2 separate regions of the Cyprinus carpio genome follow, and region 2 is linked to region 1. A link is a contact called in public Hi-C data. All regions are on one chromosome and are shown on one strand. The core of a region is the stretch at or near the end of the contact, and the rest is flanking DNA. Distances in the headings are between cores, read along the strand shown.

Region 1 (5,495 bases), core at 1,547-4,046:
AAATACATATAAATATTTTCTAAATATACAGTATACTGTATTTGTGCATCTTTATATATACATAAATATATACAGTACACACATATATTAAATAAACAAAAACTTTTATTTTGGATGCGATTAATCACGATTAATCGTTGCTCTGCACTAGTTAAAATGGAAATTTTATACGCAATTCTTACATTTTTGAATATTTTTTTTTTAGTGTGGTCGCTGGAGTGTTGCTACGCAGTTGCTAGGGTGTTCTGGATCATTACTTGGTATCCCAAGGCCTTTGAAAAAGGCCATCCAAAAGTCAGCATGATATTTTTGATGTTCAAACATATGAGCAATGGTGATCCTTGCCTTAAAAAATAGCAAAGACCACTAAGGGTCCTGGGCAAACGTTTTCTTTTCAACTGACGTGAAATTGTTGAAGATGGTGAAAGATATGATGCTGTGGTGGGAATGGTGGGAGGTTTGCAACGTCTGGGCACAGTTACTGCCAAACAAAATTCAACAGGGCTCTTAAAAACTGCATTGCTAGCCCTGTAAAACTATTCATTAGGATACTTCAAAAGCATGGGCGGTGGTTTATGAGAGTACCAGTCAGGTTGAGTTTGGGCACAGGGAGGGGTTCAGTTGGCACAGGATGGTATGAGAAAAGAGTGAAGAGTCCCCGTCCCACCGGAAGAGCCATGGTGCGCTGGCACAACTGCAGCAGCCTGCAACAAAAATAAGAAGAGCAATGATGAATTTAGAGAATGGCACAGATTTAGAGAAGAACACTTCCAGGGTGCATTTCAGCATTTTTGTGTTTACTTTCTTCGCTTGGTTTTTTTAAATATACTTTCGGAAACCTACACTCTTAAAAATAGTAAGTTTAAAAAGGCAGGTTTTTGCAGCAACACTTTTATAAATGAAGGGCAGTTATTGGCAGCAAAGCCACAGAAGAATCATTTACAGGTCTTTAAAAAAAAAAAAAGCAGGTTTTTTTTTCTAATCTAAAGAACCTTTTTCCACAATACACTCTTAAAAAATCAAGTTTTTTTTATTGGCATTGATTCAATCTTTCCAGGTAATCCATGGAATCCAGTGTGAGAACATGTGTCCTTATTCAATTCCAACCAGAATAACCTCAAATGACCTTTATTATGTATATATATATATATATATATATATATAATATATATATATATATATATATATATATATATATATATATATATATAGTAAATGGAGTACATGCATATTCGCAAACATGCACATATACACACACAAACATATATTATATCACATATATCTATCTATATATTTCCTCCACTTTCCTAGAAACGCATCCTTCTATAAATTAACCAAAAAAAAGTGATATTTTCCATTGTATAAATCTCTATGGTCACATCTATCCAATAATCTAAAGTTGTTCTCTCTTGTTTTAACCATTTATGTGTGATTGCTTTCTTACTGGCTGCTAAAAGCACACCCATCAGGTATTTATCATCTAAAACACTTTTGGAACCTTTACATTTAAAATTATTTTTTGTGCTTAGGTTCCTTGGATGTTAAAGGTTCTACATGGAACCATAGATGCCAATAAAGAACATTTTGTTTTAAAACTGAGTATGCTCACTTGTTCTCTTTCTCCTCTATGTACTCATGGTCACTGACTTCAGGCAGGTGGGGCACATTGACCCGGATGGGTCTGGAGCTCTGGAGCAGACGGCGGACCTCCTGCACCCTCAGATCCTGACTCCAGATCAGGCCTGTCACCTCTGGGTGCAGGTCTGTCATACCATCCTCCTCCTCGTCGGCTTCGCTGGTGACTGGTGGCTCAAGCATAACATTCAGACCCACAGTCTAAAGAAAACACAAACACACGAGATGAACAATGAAAATACATTGTCCTTGAGTGTAGACAATTCAGTTCTTTTATAATTACCTTATAATGCAGCATTCACTTCATCACTTCAGAATTACAGTAATTACACTAGAAAATACTGGTCTTAAATACCATATTCAAGTCTTCAGCTCTATTCAGACAGTAGTTGTTTTAACTGGGGATGGGAGTTATTTTCAACAAAGCCATCCAGGAGAGAATAATTCAACATTGTTTTCAGAAAGACAAAAATAGCTTTATACATTTGTTTTTTTTAGCCCTGCTAAGTGCCCTAGGTTTCTATTTGACACTTTGTATGATAATGAACACGCAAGTGTAAACATATCAGAAATATAAGTAAACTTTTTAATTAAAGCATGATCAAAATTAAAGCAACAGTTAAAATAGGCAACCTTTTGAAAATGTTTTTGTCTTATATGACTTATTCTTTTACCATTGTCTTACTATGATTAATTTACAATTTATCTAGTAAAAGCAGTGCTGCTATTGTTAACTAAAACTATGTTGAGCTTTATTAAAAATATTTTTCCATAACTGAAAGACCTTAAATCATTTGAAGCTGAGGTAACCTAAAACTTTGATGCTTGAGTACTTTATTACAAAAACTGAAAAATAAAGCTACATGAAAATGTTTTTAAAAAGCACTTAAACTAATGAAAATTACAAAAGCACAAATTAATCTAAAATTAGAATGAAAACTCAAAATATAAAAATAAGCTAATACTCATTAATACTAATATATTAACACTTTTCATAATAATAAACCAATAATAACAAAATTCAAATGGCAAAGCAAGATCTAGTTTCTTTACATCTGATTCACTTTCTCACCGATTTACGATTGGCCAGGGTCACTTTGTGAGCTTGTCTGGTCAGGTCCTGTCGTCCAATCAGAGCGCAGACCTCCTCAGACCAATCAGAGCAGGGTTGCTCTCTGCACTGGTAGATGGCGTCTCTGATTGGCAGAGCCACACCAAAAGGAACAGACTCCAGATCCTTCAGTGTAAATCCTGCAGTGTTAAAAAAAAAACAAGCATGTAAGATAGTGTGTAGTCACATATCCCATGACAGGATATAAGATCTTACATATCTAATCTAATGTAAACTAAAGTAAACCAACAGAGGCTGCAGGATCTGATCTAAACTACTGTCACGGCATAGCAACATAATCATGCAAAGTAAAATTCAAGTAGAACGGTTTACATGCTTATATCTAGCTTATCCGAAAGAACGAAAGACATCTGAAGGAAAATGTTACCATCAGAGAAACAACAATGCATCTTAAATATGGGAATGTGCTGGCCAATACGAGTGTAAATCGGATGGTTCGTCACGATACGATATCAATCCTCATTTGTGATACGATTTCGATACAATTCAATACGGGAGAATATCAATTGATATAGCGATACTATTATATTATACATCTTTTTTAAACTACCATCTACATTTTTATTAACTCACAAATGCAACCAAAATATATAACATGAACATTTATCTTACATTTTCACATCCTGTTCCACAATTGGAACTTGCAACAAAAAAAAATAGGCCTACAGTTTTTTTTTTTTTTTTTTTTTAATAATAAAGAAAAATAAATAATTGAAAAAAAAGGCAGATCAGAAATCTTAAGATATGACATCAGTCAAGACAGTCTTTCAGGCTTCTGTGCTAAAATATGCAATGTGTAAAATAATTAGGAAACAACTCAAACGAGGTACTCTAGTTGTAGGAAAAAATACATTAATGTAGAAAAATTAATTAAAAAAAATACAAAAATAAAACTTTATTTGAGACTTTATTTTGGCTGCTACTATGGGCTCAGTGCCTTTTCAACAGATAACCAAATTACAAGCAATAGCAGAAAATAAATACAATATAACAAAGACACAAATTAAATAAACAGTATATAGTACTAATACACATGCGTTTTCTTTCTCAACTGTTTACGTTAAGATTAATAGTTTAAAAATAGGGTACACCCCTATTGGCCAAGCACTCATATTTGCATGTGTGTACTTGTGTTGATTGTGTCACTCTGACCTGCAGAGGTCAACCACAGCACCAGCTTCTCAGCCAGGCATCCAGACGAAGCTGCGGGCTTCACGCTGCTCTGCCTGAGAAACACACCCCACAATCAAACACACTGGAGAAACTAAATCAGCTGACTAGAATTTATGAGCCGAGACTTATCTAGAAAAACAAACATAAGGCCACATGACAATAAACATAAACCATAGGTACCTTCTCAGAAAAGGATCACTCGTGTTTTTCTTTTGCCCTGTGAAAAACAGACCAAAAAAAAAAAAAAGTTAAAAACAATAAGGATACACTCACCTATTCATTTTTCCCTGTTTTTTGCTTGAGTATGAAAAAATAAAATATACACTACCATTGAATAGATTAGGGCCAGTAAAATTTTATTTTTTAAAGAAATTAATACTTTTATTCAGCAAGGATGCATTAAATTGATCAAAAGTGACAAAGACGTTCATAATAGTACAAAAGATTTCCATTTCAAATAAATGCTGTTCTTATGAACAAAAATATAAAGCAGCACGACTGTTTCTTGATCATTAAATCAGTATATTAGAATGATTTCTGAAGGATCATGTGACACTGAAGACTGGAGTAATGAATTACATTTTACAACATATTAAAATAGAAAAAAATTACATTTTACAACATATTAAAATAGAAAATGGTTATTTTAAACTGCAATATTTTAAAACTACTGTTTTTCTGTATAAATAAATGCAGCCTTACTGAGACATTAAATCTTATCACCCCCAAACTATCAAAAATCACCATACACAAATAAATAAATAAATAAATAAATACGCTGTTCATCTGATAAGGGCTAATGAAAACTATCAGCATATAACAATTATTATAGAAACAGTCCCCAGACTCTGTCAGTCTAAAATACATTTTATATATAAATATATGTACAAATGTTTGTGAACTGACTGCATTGAATTTTATTTTTTTAAACATTTTAATAATCATCTGATTATTACAACAGATCAATATATTTGCAATTAGAGCAACACTAATGTTAGGCCTTAATCAAGAAACGCAAAAAAGTTAGAGCAACACTAATGTTAGGCCTTAATCAAGAAACGCAAAAAAACTTCTGCACACTTTAAATTGTTGTATTTAATCTTATAGGACAATTTACGCAAAATTTGTGTTTAATGCAAAAGGCCCTTTATGTGCAAAATTATTTCTCTATTCTAAAATAACCCATGCAAAACCAGCATAGTTACTCAGAAAAGGCTAAACTTAATTTACAGTTTGGTCTAGCCTCAAAATTTTAGCTACCTGTTGATGAACAATTTGGTTTTAAAATTTATGATACACAGTATCGGCCTAAAAGTTTACATTTGTGCATCCAAATTACCATGTGTAATGTAATAGATAAATGAATTAATCCTCCTATTTATTGCTTGACAGGAAGTCTAGTACCAAGCCTGAGGACAGTTAAGAGCCTCTCATTAGGCTCTAATCTCACACACATGCAGCCCACCTGCTGACAGCCTGGAGAGGTACTTCAACATGTTTGTCGAGATCGCATCCTCATCTCCGACCACGTACAGGGCATAACTCTGAGAGACAG
Region 2 (5,495 bases), core at 1,183-3,682, 38 kb before region 1:
ACATATTTATCTAATAAAATAATACAATATGTATAATATAAAAGGTACTATCATAGAAATAAAATAAAATAAAATAACATAAAATTATTAAACAAATATATATTTACAAAACAATTATTCTACATTCTCATTAAACAATAAATTATCCACAAAACAAAATATAAAATAACACAATTTAATAAAAAAGGTACTCCCATAGTATGACCATCTGATACTGTCACTGTACCTATTAACTACCACAGTACTTTTTTATATTACACTAATATATACCATAATACTGTATTGATTGCCATATACCATATAAATTTACAAATAATGTTGTTTATGTTGTTTACATAGTAGCTACTCAAATCTAATTCTATCAGTACCATGCTACTATAAATGTTAAAAAATGGTGCTATAACTAAGTAGCAACCATATTCAAGACGCTGCAGGACGTGCAGAAACATCTATAATAGTTTATGATTGACAGTACTTTCTGTAGTGATTATTAACTGTATGGAAGTTTACATTACCACGGGCCATATGTCAGAAATGTTGTAAATACTGCCACCTAGTGGACAAAATGTGTCACGTGTCCCTTCTGATTACGTCATTCACCATTATTATAAAATATATACATACTATTTTTATGTATACATTTACTTTGTTGAAATAAGTATTCAAATTACATGTTTTATTTAAATAGTTGCTTTTTATTGTAATTACATAGTTTCTTCACAAGCTAAAATCAAAGTCAAATATGAAAAATGTATTTGATTATATTTATATAACACTGTCCATAATTATAGAGTTTAAATGACTTTATTCAAACTGAACACAATGTCTATACTTCTATGCCACAAAATAAGATTAGATACAGTAGTAGAACAAAATGCTTGGGTTTTTATAAACATGATAGTTGGAATGTTTTTGTTGTTTTAATAAATATTGGAAATAATCACACTGCTTTGGCAGTAAACAACATAAAATGTAATTACTTTAACCTCAGCTGGAGTTCAAGTTAGTTGAGAGAAATGTCCACTAGATGGCAGAGAAACCTAGGAGAAGAATGAGGCCCTCAAAATGAGGCTCACAGCAACTGCACAAGGGCCACATGTCTAGTCCTCCAATGATCTTAATATTTATCAGCTGTGCATAATTTTACAGATATATGCATTCCTCACACCTTTTTTGGTCCCTTCTTCTAATCTGACAGATCAGACAAAAATCAGGCCCGGTGATTCAGAGGTTTCCCTCTCGCATACTCAACCTCAGAGCCAAAAATGAATCGCACCGAGCTCTGAAATATGAGGTGTGATCTAGATCCCCTGAAGCTCCACATTTACTGTGGAGCGCTGTCTGATCACGTACAGTCATTTCAGACCCATCTGAAACAGAACAATAGACAACAGCCAGACTTTTTTATGAATGCCAGTTTCGTTTCTCCCACTTCCGCCTCTCCACGGCCACCGGTGACAGCTTTTACTGGAAACCAAAGTTGCCTAACTAAAAGTAGACGTGGAGGCCGTGTAAAATGACAGGGTACAAATGTGACCTTAAAAATACATGACGACTTCTTAGAGTGCTTACTTTCGGTTCAATATCGAGTCCTTCTTTCACTTCAGATATGTAAATTACCATGAACACAAGTAAAACCGGACTGTAATTTGTCATTTAAAACACCTGCATGCAGTGCCATGTCACAGTGAAACTATAAGATGGTACAGTATATGGTACCCCAAAAAAACAACAGTACAGTGGTCTAAAAACTAGAATAATATACCATTAGTAGGCTATTTTTGTGTGATTTTAGCTGGGAGACCGTTTTAAACCAGCTAAGGCTGGTTTAAGATGTTGTGAGGACACTGGAAATCACCTCTGTGTTCACAGATTGGTGTATATAGGGCTACTGAACCACATGAATTGGGCAAAGAGAGGAAGTTCCATAAGACGGTTAAACATGACACGAATAAGAGGGGAAAACGCCTTTAAAAGTGAGGGAGTAGCGCTTTCTCACACTAAAAGGGTCAAAAGTTGATTTCAAGCTTGCTGTCAAATGTTTCGGGGCGCGTTCCGAATGCGTTACGCGTCAGTTTGAACGTTGCGTCGCGTTTGTTTAGCGTCATCGACGCCGTGTGAATAAATAGAAGGAATGCATACCAAAAATACTGATTTGTATTTCCAATTCGGCTTCATTTGAGTTAAAACAGGTTACTTCGTTTTTGGCGTGTTTATTATAAAACCTGAAAAAGAAACACGTATATTCATGAAGGCAACAAAAGACATGCGTCTTTTAAAAGTCAGCTGCAAACTTATACCAGAAACCGGCTGTGTGCACCCTAGCTAGTTATCTAGGAAGCCAGCGCGCACGGGTTGACACACAGCCAACACGCGCGCGCTTTTCTACCCAGATACAAACGCTTAGACGACGTCGCTTTGACAGCCGCGGGCCACGCCCCCTCGCTGTGACGTAGGAGCTACAAAGTACGTGACTCGACACAGTAACTAACCACAGACCGGGCCTCGCGTAACGGGTCAAACGCCTCGCAGCAGAATTAGAAATAGTTATTATACAGGGAATCAGTGACAGGTGAAATTCTGAGACGTTTGCATTATTCTAGTCTCGTAATTTCCACGCGAAAACAGCATGTATGCACGCTTGCCATATGGAGCCATGCATAGCTATTCCAATTAAGTGTCTTTTCTAAAGAGGAACAGGAAGTCAGAAACACTATCTCATGCTTGCACCGCAGGCTTCCTCTTATCTTCATCGAGCGCCCAATTGAGAATAAAATGACCCGAATAACTCGGTGCATCTTATGTAAGAAAGCCTGCAACATTTCTTTGTAAATGACACAATATATAATGCATACTAAGTATGCATCGATTTAAAAAAAAAATTATAATACGGAGCGTGTTGATCTGACAGTGCTTTAGAGGATCTACAAGCCTTGGTGATGGGAGGAACGCACTAGTGCACGCTCAAATTCTGACTCATTTTTATACTAGAGTAGAGCAGTGCATCTAACCGTAAAAGTAGAAAGATTCATCTAAAATGCAAAATAAGAACAAAAACATACTTATGATGAGATTTTTTTTACCCCCTGTGAATACTCAGTACTTAAGTCAGTGCATTAGTGAGTTTAATGTGCACTTACCCCCAAAACTGCTTGAGAATGGAGCTGCAGTGGTGCGCGCAAGTTACCAAGTGACTTTGGAGAGACTTTGCGCAGATGCGCACTCAAGTTCCACTGCGAATGTTCAAGATGTCCCCTCTTCCTCTTCTTTTTCCTTTGAAATAGTGGTTTCACTCGTGTTTCTTCACTTGAGTCATTCATGTAGAGTCACAGGTCCACACACAGACTTTCTCTTAAGCGCTCTTGGTGACGCCCACTTCACCAAACACAGTTTGCCGCAACGATTCAAACTCTCTCTGTAGGTTGTGAATGAATAGAGTCCCAGTTAACGCCTTGACAACGGTGACTTCAGTTTCCTGGGTAAAACAATCTGTTTAAAAACTCCATGATGCACTGGGCACAATGAGCTCATTGTGATGTGTGCCAGAAATAATAATAATAAAAATAAAAAATAAATCATATGGGTGAGGTTTGGTGAACTGGAATAAAACTTTTAGACTTTTCAAAATGAAAGGAAATGCACACACTGCATCGGTTAAGTCAACTACAGGTGGGTGGTTGACATGACATGATAATATATTCCATCTAAAACTATTATAAGATGATTGTTTTATATGAATTTTTATGCCTTGTCTTCATTTCATGATAAACTGCAAATAAGTGATTAAAAATACACAAAAACCAAATAGTTACCAGGTGCGGCATCTAAAAACATTCACTTTACCTTAAGTTTTAACCTAAAATCTAAGAAAAAAAAGTCCAAATCCAAGTTCCAACAACTGAACCAGACCCAGTTTTTTCACTGCGGCATTGTAAAGCGTGGGAAAAATTTGGGCGTGTATGGGAATTCAAAACACGATGCTGTCTGAAAACCTGTTCCTGCATGTTTTAAATGCTTGTCGAATTCAAAGTCTCAATGAGGAATTAAAACCATCCGATTTGACGTCATCTGTAACATAAAACTACATGCATATGCTCTCAGTACATAAAAGAAGACTTTCCCACATTGTACATTTGAATGTATTGTGACGTCACAGCAGAACAAAGGGAAGTCCTAAAGCTCTCCTTCATTCTGACATGACTAATCATGCCAAATATAGACTTGGGGCTCCAGACCAGGGGGATATCCGATCACGTTTAAACACAGACAGTGTGCTTCACTGTGTCAGTGAGGGCTTGCCAAAAATCTCCATGCATACACAGACACAAATATGTTGAACTGTTTTCAAAGCACAAAAAAACATTCTCAAAGCCCTTCTGCCACAAGGTTTCACAACATGATTTTTCACATTCCAAACGTCCCACATCTGGTCTCAAAGTTTGCCTTCCTTCCTGAAATGCACATGAACAGAGTGACAGTCAAAAACTGGGACACAGTATAAAAACCTTTTAAGATTCACGTTAACCTTTCATTCAGACTGAATCTTCCGAACCTTACAAATAATCTTCAAATGTCTGTTGTTCTCCAGATTCGGCACGGCACTCATGATTGAAGGTTCGGTAATAACAGGCGTCACTGTTCAGGAATGTCCAGACACGTGAGCAGCGGTTATTTCAGGGCAGATTTCCTTCATCTAAACTTTATACGTGGCCTCCCAATGCTTGCACAGCCTTCTGGGACAATGTTTGACTCTAACTGAGCTCATTTAAGTAATTCCAGAGGGAACTGAGCAGAAATGAAGCGTTCAAACACTCACCACACATATACACAAAAGTTTATCTGATCACAGAGCATGGGCAGAATCACATAGCATGGGTTTCCTGAACAAGTCACTGGCATACCGATGCCCAGTCAACCTTTATGATACTCCCAACCACACAGGAAGTACTATAGAGAAGCTAAGAGAGGGTATGAAACTCTGAATATGCTTCAAGTGCAAGTGGTGCACTCCACACTAACAACTGGAATTTAAAGCTGCAGCGTGTCATTTCTGTGTCACCGAATGGGTTTCCAATCTTTGTGTTTGATTGGTCCGACGCAGCAGCATTGGATCAAACGATGGTGTGGGTTTGGTAGACTGGGAGAGAGTTTGAAACCATTACTTTTCGTTGCCAATAATGGCACAGAAAGTTCACAATGGAGATTTAAGTTACTTCCCCCATTGTTGCAGCTCTCAAACCTCATTCAGGCTTTTACATACTCCAACTTGGCAAGTTACATTTATGTGTCATGATGTCATGAGTCCCATTTAACTCCTGGACAAAAGTGACTTCAGTTGCCAGGATAAAATATTCTTTTCAAGAATCTATAGAACATTTGTTAAAACATTCGCTAAACTATTAAAGTAATAGTTCAGCCAAAAATAAAAATTTAGGCCATTCAAGATGTAGATGAATTTACATCACTTGCTCACCAATGAATCTTCTGCAGTGAAT

Evidence for each region. A called contact is a pair of places that touch in the nucleus more often than the background predicts.
Region 2: a contact with region 1 is called in a Hi-C map of red blood cells, with 6 times the contacts expected there. The contact joins two enhancer-like sites. A contact is called at or near these places in 4 of 8 Hi-C or Micro-C datasets (liver, red blood cells and skeletal muscle).

Annotation. Positions count from the first base shown.
Region 1 is chrB13:27,781,577-27,787,071 of ASM1834038v1, reverse strand. It overlaps LOC109061338 (anaphase-promoting complex subunit 1-like), which reads right to left. Exons shown (of 49, transcript XM_042737545.1): 22 at 5,406-5,484; 23 at 4,121-4,157; 24 at 3,920-3,993; 25 at 2,708-2,886; 26 at 1,610-1,836; 27 at 586-704. Among protein-coding and RNA genes, the nearest start is that of LOC109061338, 30 kb to the right of the region's middle. Within about 2 kb of position 2,796, at least 2 of the 8 cell types and tissues checked have an H3K27ac peak or open chromatin away from gene starts, as enhancers often do.
Region 2 is chrB13:27,819,553-27,825,047 of ASM1834038v1, reverse strand. No RefSeq gene overlaps it. Among protein-coding and RNA genes, the nearest start is that of LOC122139480, 66 kb to the left of the region's middle. Within about 2 kb of position 2,432, at least 7 of the 8 cell types and tissues checked have an H3K27ac peak or open chromatin away from gene starts, as enhancers often do.